2 separate regions of the Cydia pomonella genome follow, and region 2 is linked to region 1. The links are chromatin contacts, called in public Hi-C maps. All regions are on one chromosome and are shown on one strand. Each heading gives the region's core, a stretch centred on a gene start, on an enhancer-like site or on the middle of the called end of the contact. The rest is flanking DNA. Distances are from core to core; before and after follow the strand shown.

What was found. A called contact is a pair of places that touch in the nucleus more often than the background predicts.
Region 2: a Hi-C map of whole body shows a contact between it and region 1, with 2.5 times the contacts expected there. The contact joins the promoter of LOC133527445 here to the promoter of LOC133527804 in region 1. A contact is called at or near these places in 2 of 2 Hi-C or Micro-C datasets (both in whole body).

Annotation. Positions count from the first base shown.
Region 1 is chr18:17,040,863-17,045,228 of ilCydPomo1, reverse strand. It overlaps LOC133527804 (translation elongation factor 2), which reads left to right and starts at 3,064. Exons shown (of 15, transcript XM_061864981.1): 1 at 3,064-3,211; 2 at 3,559-3,773; 3 at 4,167-4,360. The coding sequence starts at 3,209.
Region 2 is chr18:17,185,690-17,190,242 of ilCydPomo1, reverse strand. It overlaps LOC133527445 (CCHC-type zinc finger nucleic acid binding protein), which reads right to left and starts at 1,523. Exons shown (of 3, transcript XM_061864461.1): 1 at 1,364-1,523. It overlaps LOC133527441 (peptidylprolyl isomerase domain and WD repeat-containing protein 1), which reads left to right and starts at 1,920. Exons shown (of 12, transcript XM_061864456.1): 1 at 1,920-2,536; 2 at 2,661-2,821; 3 at 4,362-4,500. The coding sequence starts at 2,419.

The DNA of each region.
Region 1 (4,366 bases), core at 1,815-4,314:
AAATTGAATCCTTCAAAACCTTAGTAAATATTATTCATGAAACACGTTGTATACAACAAAAAAACACGAAATTGTAGTTTCACAACAAACTCCCCGGAAACGTCATTTCTTCTTCGATAGCGTCTGCTACTCACAGGCACTTTGCCAATTTCAATCAAATTAGAAATTCATGTATCGCATAATAATTACACACAATACTCTTTCGGTTCTTTCGTTGTTCAACGGGAGGGCCACGAGCAGGTGAAATAAATAAAAAAGTAATTTTCTGTTAAAATTAGTACATTAAGTACATATATGGATGGATAAGCATATTAAAAAAAGCGGCGAAGTGCGAGTCAGACTCGCTCATGAAGGGTTCCGTACCATTTATGACGTATTAAAAAAAACTACTTACTAGATCTCGTTGAACCCAATTTTCGGTGGAAGTTTGCATGGTAATTTACATCATATATTTTTTTTAGTTTTATTATTCTGTTATTTTAGAAGTTACAGGGGGGGACACATTTTACCACTTTGGAAGTGTCTCTCGCCCAAACTATTCAGTTTAGGAAAAAATGATATTAGAAACCTCAATATTATTTTTGAAGACCTATCCTATAGTTTCGGAAAAAAGTGGCTGTGACATAATCGGACAGACAGACGGACATGACGAATCTATAAGGGTTCCGTTTTTTGCCATTTGGCTACGGAACCCTAACAAAGTGACTATAATGAATAAATTTCATCACAATTTTGGGGGTTCTCCATAGAACTGAAACTTAAAAATGTTTTTATCATCAAACCCATACGTGTGGGGTATCTAAGGGATAGGTCTTCAAAAATGATATTGAGGTTTCTAATATTTTTTTTTTCTAAACTGAATAGTTTGCGCGAGAGACACTTCCAAAGTGGTAAAATGTGTGTCCAAAGTGGTAAAATGTTGAACGAGATCTAGTAAATAGTTTTTTTTAATACGTCATAAATGGTACGGAACCCTTCATGCGCGAGTCCTACTCGCACTTGGCCGCTTTTTTTTAATATGTTATAGTTCTTAGAATTAATTATATTTATGCACCTAGGCTAATATTTGATACACTATCGCATTGGGCAACTGTCATGATAGCTGTAACGTTATTGTAAAAAAAAAATGTTTTCTTTTTTTGTGTGGTCTTTGAATGTGAATCTTTATGCGGTTCACAGAATACATCTACTTACCAAGTTTCAACAGTATAGCTCTTATAGTTTCGGAAAAAAGTGGCTGTGACATACAGCCGTTCAGACAGACATGACGAATCCATAAGGGTTCTGTTTTTTGCCATTTAGCTACGGAACCCTAAAAAAGACACACAAGCCGCAAAAACGCATAAGCTGGGGTAAGAAGATCTTTAGTTCGGTCAGAACCCTGACCTGAAAACTACTTATGGCATGTTATGGCAGAGCAGAGGGGAAAGAATATGAAATGCTGATTTTCACCAATTCGATCAATTTAAGAAATATCTTAGTACCTAGTTCACTCCACTTTTGGCTATGCATTTTTTTTCTTTTTACCCTCGGTGGAACAAAGACGGTAAGTATATGCGTTTAAGCCTTGGTTTAAGATGAGATAATACTACTCTTTGAGTTGAGGTTGTTTGTGTATTTTTTTTTTGTATTTTAAGGCCTGGTTACGAAACCTTTAAGCCAAGTGTATGTTTGTCCATATGAATGAGTGTTGCCAATTATATAACAGTACTATAGATGGCGACACAATTATAAGTAGCATTTTATTGGAGTTTTTTAATTAAGAGGTAGGGCAGACCTGTAAATAAGTAAGTAAAGTAAATATTCTTTATTAATTATACATTTTACATACATGTAAAACTAGAAATGAATTTTAAAGGAAAATAGAACCAGGTAACAACAGGCGGTCTAAGGCGGTATATTGTTAATTTTTGTATGGAAAGTAACATACATGCAGATCTCTCTTAGCTGTCCATGCTAGCGCTGGTGTGGAACCAGCTTCTTCTAGACTTTCGATTATTGCGGGAGGTCCTTAACATACATCTAACATACGCAAAACTTCAAGGTCAAAGTGTAATATGGCACTTGTAAAATTTCACATATCACGTCACATGCCACCACATTTGCCCTTTACCCAGCCCAAAATTAACGCACCTAGGTATAATAAGTAGCACGAAACGCATTATGACGGGTGACCTTTGTAATAGCCTGTATCATGCTGAAGATGTTTTAAAATGTCCACTTTATTACAATCGCTTAAAGTTGTCATTTGAACAAATTTGCTGAATAAGATATGAGCTTGCGAAAGTTAGGTGGTTTAGCCTCGGTCACCCTACAATCGCAGTTCTCGGAACTAGCGTGTCGCCACGCCACGGTCTCGTATGCCAAAATTTGTCTACACCCGGCATCCACTAAGCATTACATATATACTACGTACTACATAAGTACATGTAATGATTTTGAATTATCGATTTAAATATATTGTGGATACTAATATGTTATCTATCAACTGTATGTAAGGAGTCCATAAAAACAGTTTTTTTTTTATCGTAGTCTTGCCTAAGCAATGTTTATAATATTGTAATTGATAATTACAAACACAATATTTTAAGCCTCTTATCGCCATCTATTGACAAGTAGTCTCCATACGAGTTCAAGTTTTATTTTTAGTGCCATCTAGGTTCCAGTAGTAATACTATTCTTTATTATTTATGGTATTTATTTTAATAGGACCATGGAATTAATACCAGAAAGTTTTTAAATCAATTTTAAATCGAAACCATTATTTGCAAAGAAAGATAATAATATTGTCTTCATTTAATGAAAAAAATATCTGCTTTTAAATGTTAATTATTTTAATTTTGTGTGTCAAATTAAAGATGATTTATACATGATTTGTACATGATGCTCTTGAGCGTGTGAAACGGCTTAAATGGAAAAACTTTTTTCCTCTGGTCATATTTCTTACGATTGCTTATGACTTATCAAAAAATGAATCAATTGATTTTAAACCTTAATGTACAGAATAAGGGTTTATCTTTAAACTTCTTGGCTATGCAAAAACCGGTATCTTTTATTACGTGGCAGCACTAATCTGTTGTCTATGGTCCAACGTTGACTGACGTCTAGGTGGACGTATCCGGCCCACGAAAGGGCCTTTTTCAAGCGTACGCCATTGTTGGCGTATGGTAGTTTATTTTATTGAAAGTAAAATCTAAAACCATCCAAAATGGTGAGTATTTAACCTCATAATCGTGTTCAGAAAAGTGATACGGTGCATCTATATTAACGTTTCGCGTGTTTATTTTTGATATTTCTTTTAAAACGGAGAAATTAAATTTAGTTCTTCTCACGACCGTCTTTGTAGTTCGATGACGTATTTCACCGATATCATGTCGGTGCAAATCTCTCTAAAGTGCCAGTGAATACAATTCAACTGAAGCTGAAGAGTTGGACCTTTAAAAGAAAACATTGGAGTTTTATTTACGTTAAAAATGAAACGTGCGTGTGACAGTGCATGCCCATCTGTGTTGTGGTCGAGACTTGGCGATATGTTGACGTGTTTTCTGGTTTGCGCAGGTGAATTTCACCGTAGACGAGATCCGCGCTATGATGGACAAGAAGCGGAACATCCGCAACATGTCCGTCATCGCTCACGTCGACCACGGCAAGTCGACGCTGACGGACTCGCTGGTCTCAAAGGCCGGTATTATCGCCGGAGCCCGCGCCGGCGAGACTCGTTTCACCGACACCCGCAAGGATGAACAAGACAGATGCATCACCATCAAGTCTACGTGAGTTACTTCAGATGTCCGTATAACCTTTGTCATATGTGACTATTATTATTACTTTGTCAGTTGTCGGGAGTCACCAACTTCTTTGATTTATAATGAATGTAAAGACCATGACAAACAACGGTACTAACGGTAGTTACCAGTAATTAGCTTTAATTGCACCACAAAATCAATACCGTACCTCTACCTGTCACTGCATTTGAAAGTTGCATTTACTATGCATTGTGCAATCATATAAAAACAAACAATATCGCTTCAAATGATGATTGTTCTTACCATTAAAAGCCGAATACCATTGAAGATCTTTAGAACGGCCATCTGAGAAAAAAAGAAATTGTAGAAATGTTGCTTTCAAATTCTAACCTCAAAACTAACACATGTTACTTTCTCCAGCGCGATATCCATGTTCTTCGAGCTCGAAGAGAAAGACATGGTTTTCATCACGAACCCCGACCAGCGCGAGAAGGGCGAGAAGGGATTCTTGATTAACTTGATTGACTCGCCCGGGCACGTTGACTTCTCTTCTGAAGTGACTGCCGCGCTCCGTGTCACCGATGGTGCTTTGGTCGTAGTCGACTGTGTATCTGGTGAGT
Region 2 (4,553 bases), core at 274-2,773, 150 kb before region 1:
AACATGTATAATTATTATCCAATTTATAATTTATCACAAAACAATACACTTCATGCAATCCTCCATTAAAATCTCATTGTAAAATAAAACAAATTGACAAGATGAAATACTTTCTCATATTCCTCCTAACTCGGGTTGGCCATGCCATACCACAGACAATTACTTTCTAAATTGATAGGGTCAGCAAGTTATTTAGGTCTAACTGTACTTTATATGGTTTGAGAAATTCCTTCATTTTCCAGCATTTTAAGTTTTACTTCAAGAAATTAGGTACAGGTTCATATAATTTTTGATACTATTATGATAATTAAATAGATGTAAAAAAAATAGCAATGACAAATAACAATTTCTTAAGCCAAAAATTAAAAAAAATACCTCGGACGAGTTTCTCATATAACTGGAAGATATTTGCCTGAGAACACCTAAATAACGGACATACAATGTGAATTGGATCATGTGTTTCTGGTAGACTAAGATTTTACGATACAGATTGGATTTATGTGAGAACATTGTATGTACAGAGAATGCAGTGTTGAAAGTTGCAATGTTACATTGTATAAGTATAACAATTATAATGTACCTATGTCAATATTACTCTAGGCTTTAAATATGTGTAGGATTTCTTACCAGAGAAACCAAATTGAAGAAATACAATATCTAAGTAAACATTACAAATTGCTTTAATCTTAGTTTTTATGTTGTGTAGCTTCATACATTCGAGTTTATATCAATGTAGAATTCGGGAGATATCACAATCTAACAAGAATCTTAATTACTTGCCATCTCAATACAGTGGCCAACAGGTTTGTGGCCTATAAAGTAACCTCAAACAGCTCACTTGTAACAAGTGCCTTTTGATGAATATTCACAGCACACTTACGTCGTGTATTTATACGATTTCTCAAGCGGCTCACAGTACATTGATGCGTCATAACCAATAGAGGAAAAAAGAGAAAAGTCGCTACGACATGCCGACGACAAGGTGAAAAGCTGACGTACGACACAACCTAAGTCAACATGAGGATCTTATTCACGATATCTCTACTCGCTATCAGTATATAAATACGGAGAAAGACGAAAAGCAACACATTTCACAACTAATTACCGTATCAAGATGTGTGTCAGAAAGCCAGTACTTGTCAAACTTGACCACGTTCAATAAACAACCTAAACATAACGCGGCAAATCTAAGCATGAGAAAATTTCACCTAAAACACACTGGAATTACACGAAATCGACAGAATCTCACGATGCATATAAAAAAAATACAGTTGGAAAGTACGTACGCGGGACGGTAGCCAAACCACGTGTAGAGGTACCGGTAGCGCGCGATTTAAGAATGATTACGACCCTTATCACTTACCGATTTTGTGTGAAACTTCAAAAACACTTAAATCACTATTATTTAGATCGTTGGTCGATCGAAATTTCTCTTGAATTAACAAATTAGCTGCAATTTATGACGCGTCGTCTGCAAGGAAGCCAGCCACCATCACTACGAATTCGTAAAAGACATTTTCGCCATAGACACCACTCGAAGTTTATGAAAACGAAAAAGCCATAAACAACAAAGGCGTTTTTTACACTTCTGGCAAATTTTGAACAAACCAATACTTTGTGGTTGTCTGTGGTAGTGTTACTAGAAATAAATTATGTTCCCACTTAAGGGACTAATTTTATTCCTAACGAAACTTAAACCTTTTTTTCTTACTTACATAATATAGTTGTAGACCCTTGCCGACAATGGTTATTGTTATTAAATCTACTCTACCTTTTTGCAGGACACTTTTTGTAGAGAAGGATGAAGAAAGGTAATGTGAAAAATAAATGTAAAGGCCCCTACACAGTGGTCAGTGATGGGCCATGCGTGGCAATGCGCAACTGTAGGCCTTCATCATGTGTTCACACGACGGTGCATGGCTCATTGCTGCCTGGTAAAACATTTGCTATAGACGTGAAAGTTCTTACGGCCGAGGCTATTTATCTGTATACTGCTTATATATATACTAGGTACATATGAAAGTGTGCGCAACAAATTTATTAGAAATTAATGGCGTGACACAACAGGCCACGCTACCCCACGATTCCTTGTGGTGAAAAATGTAGGTGCGAAGGGTTTTCGTTTTGTTTTTGAATTTGAATTTCGTGCCTTTTTCTACTGACAAAGTTGTTTAACAGACTACAATTTCATTTACTGAGGAAATTAAGAAGAATCTTCTGGCAATGCCTTCACAAAAAAAAATATCCTCTTGATGCTGTCATTACTTCATTAGTGAGTGTCATTTTAGTTGTCAAAGTCAAATCAACTCGTTTAGTTTTTGTTCGGCTTTAATTACATAGCGTCTTATCATATTTATCAAAACATACATATTTTACTAGTCTAGCTCGCATATAACATCAATAAAAGACTCATAAAACATGTCTGCGGAAAAGAGGCCGGCCAGTCCAGAGAAAGCAGACGAATCTGAAGATGCCGACGCCTGGATCGGTCCTATGCCTTCAGAGGCGGCTGTACCCAAAACTAAGAAAAGAAAAGGTACTATGAGGTCTTTTATTTATTGTTGCATGCAAGGGATCTGTTTTTAATTTAAAAACTAATTAAATGTCTAGAAGATTCTAAGTGATTTAATCATGTGCTAATATTTTGGTGTTTGCCTCAGTTCTGGAGTTTGAATCCTTGTATTTGGAGAACCTGCCGTCCTCGGAGACCTACGAGCGGAGTTACATGCACAGAGATGTGGTCTCTCATGTTGTTGTCACCAAAACAGACTTTATTGTCACAGCCAGTCAAGATGGACACCTCAAATTTTGGAAGAAACAGGTATTTTTTGAGTCTATCATATATTCATACAAATTTGACATTTACAGTGCCTAATCCACTAGAGTTGTGCATGCTTGTTTACTGAAAAGATTGCTCCAAACTCACAAATGTACTAGTTCAGTCTTAGTACAGTAGTACATCAAAAGAAACTGAGCTTAATAATGTAATGGAATGGTTTGTGTCGACATATTATAAAATAGTACATTTCAAAATTTGTTATCGTGCTTACTCCCATGCCATTGCAACGAAGTGGTGATTAATAAACTAATAATAAACTGTGAGACCAATTTACCTACTGATAAATCTACATTATATAGTACTAGGTAACAAAATAATGGATATAAAGCTAAAATTACAAATATGGTTTATGGATACAGTAACACATTCAGATTTATGGTAGCAGAAGTAGATTTATATAGACACAGTTTAGTGAGTGAGTAAAAACAGCATGGCCCATGGAACATCTTTTTATTATGTTTTGTTTGAAGCAACTGAATCAAATTGTACACATTGTCAGATATCATGAAAATGTGAGTTTCATTAAAATACAAATTATAAGATTTAACCAGCCTGTACAGAGGTCACATTCACAAGCGCGGGTGCGGATATGTATAAAAAAATATCTTGTGAAAATCACAATTATCCCTATTGGTTCTTCCACTCTACATATTATTAGAATCATGTAAATGTAATGTAAATAGCTTTTATTATTGAAGTCTTCAGTTATCACAATTTACATTAATTTGGTTTCACAACCAGGTTGAGGTCAATCAACTTGTCCTTTGACGTAGGCCTCCTCCATTTCTTTCCATTTATTTCTTTCTTTTGCTGTTTGCATCCATTTACCTCCTCCTATTCTGCTCAAATCATCCGACCATCTAAACTTTTGTGGACCACTCTTTCTTTTATTATATCTAGGGCACCACTCTACAAGGTCCTTTGTCCACTTATCTATGTTTTCTCTCATCATGTGCCGCCACTTTTGTTGTTTTATTATTTTAGTTATTGTTTTTCTTTTTGGTTTTTCCTTGATTATGGACAATTTGACTCTGTATCTAAGTTTTATATTAAGTATGTTTCTTTCCATATGGTTTTGACACACATTAAGTTTTAGGTGCTGCTTTTTTGTAAGTCCCCAAATTTGGCAACCATAAGTTATTATAGGTATTATACAACTATTGAAAACTTTAAATTTCTGTCTTGTTGGTATTCCTTTTGCCTTAAATACTTCTTTCAAAGACCAAAACTTTCTCCATAAAGTAGCTGTAAAAGTGTACACCAATTTCATGAATGGAACAGGGGTGTGGAGTATTAGGGTCCGCAATGCATGTGGCACCTCTGGAATTTCAGGCATCCATAGACTGTTTACCATTAGGCAGGCGGTATGAATCTTTGCCACCAACATAGTATTAAAAAAAACATAAAGTGGCTATGCACTATTGCAGCTAAGGGTACATTAATTGAAAAACCAGTAAAACATACTTTTAAACATAAAATGTTTTGATCAAGTAAATTAAACCATTTCATTGTCATATTTCAGGAGGAGGGCATAGAGTTTGTAAAGCATTTCCGCTGCCACCTCTCCACCATCAGTGACATTGCAGCCAACAGTACTGGTTCCCTACTGTGCACTGCATCTCCAGAGAAGACGCTTAAAGTCTTTGACGTTGTCAATTTTGGTAAGCATTGCATGTCAATAACAACTTGAAAATTGTTTGTCTGTGATGTCCAT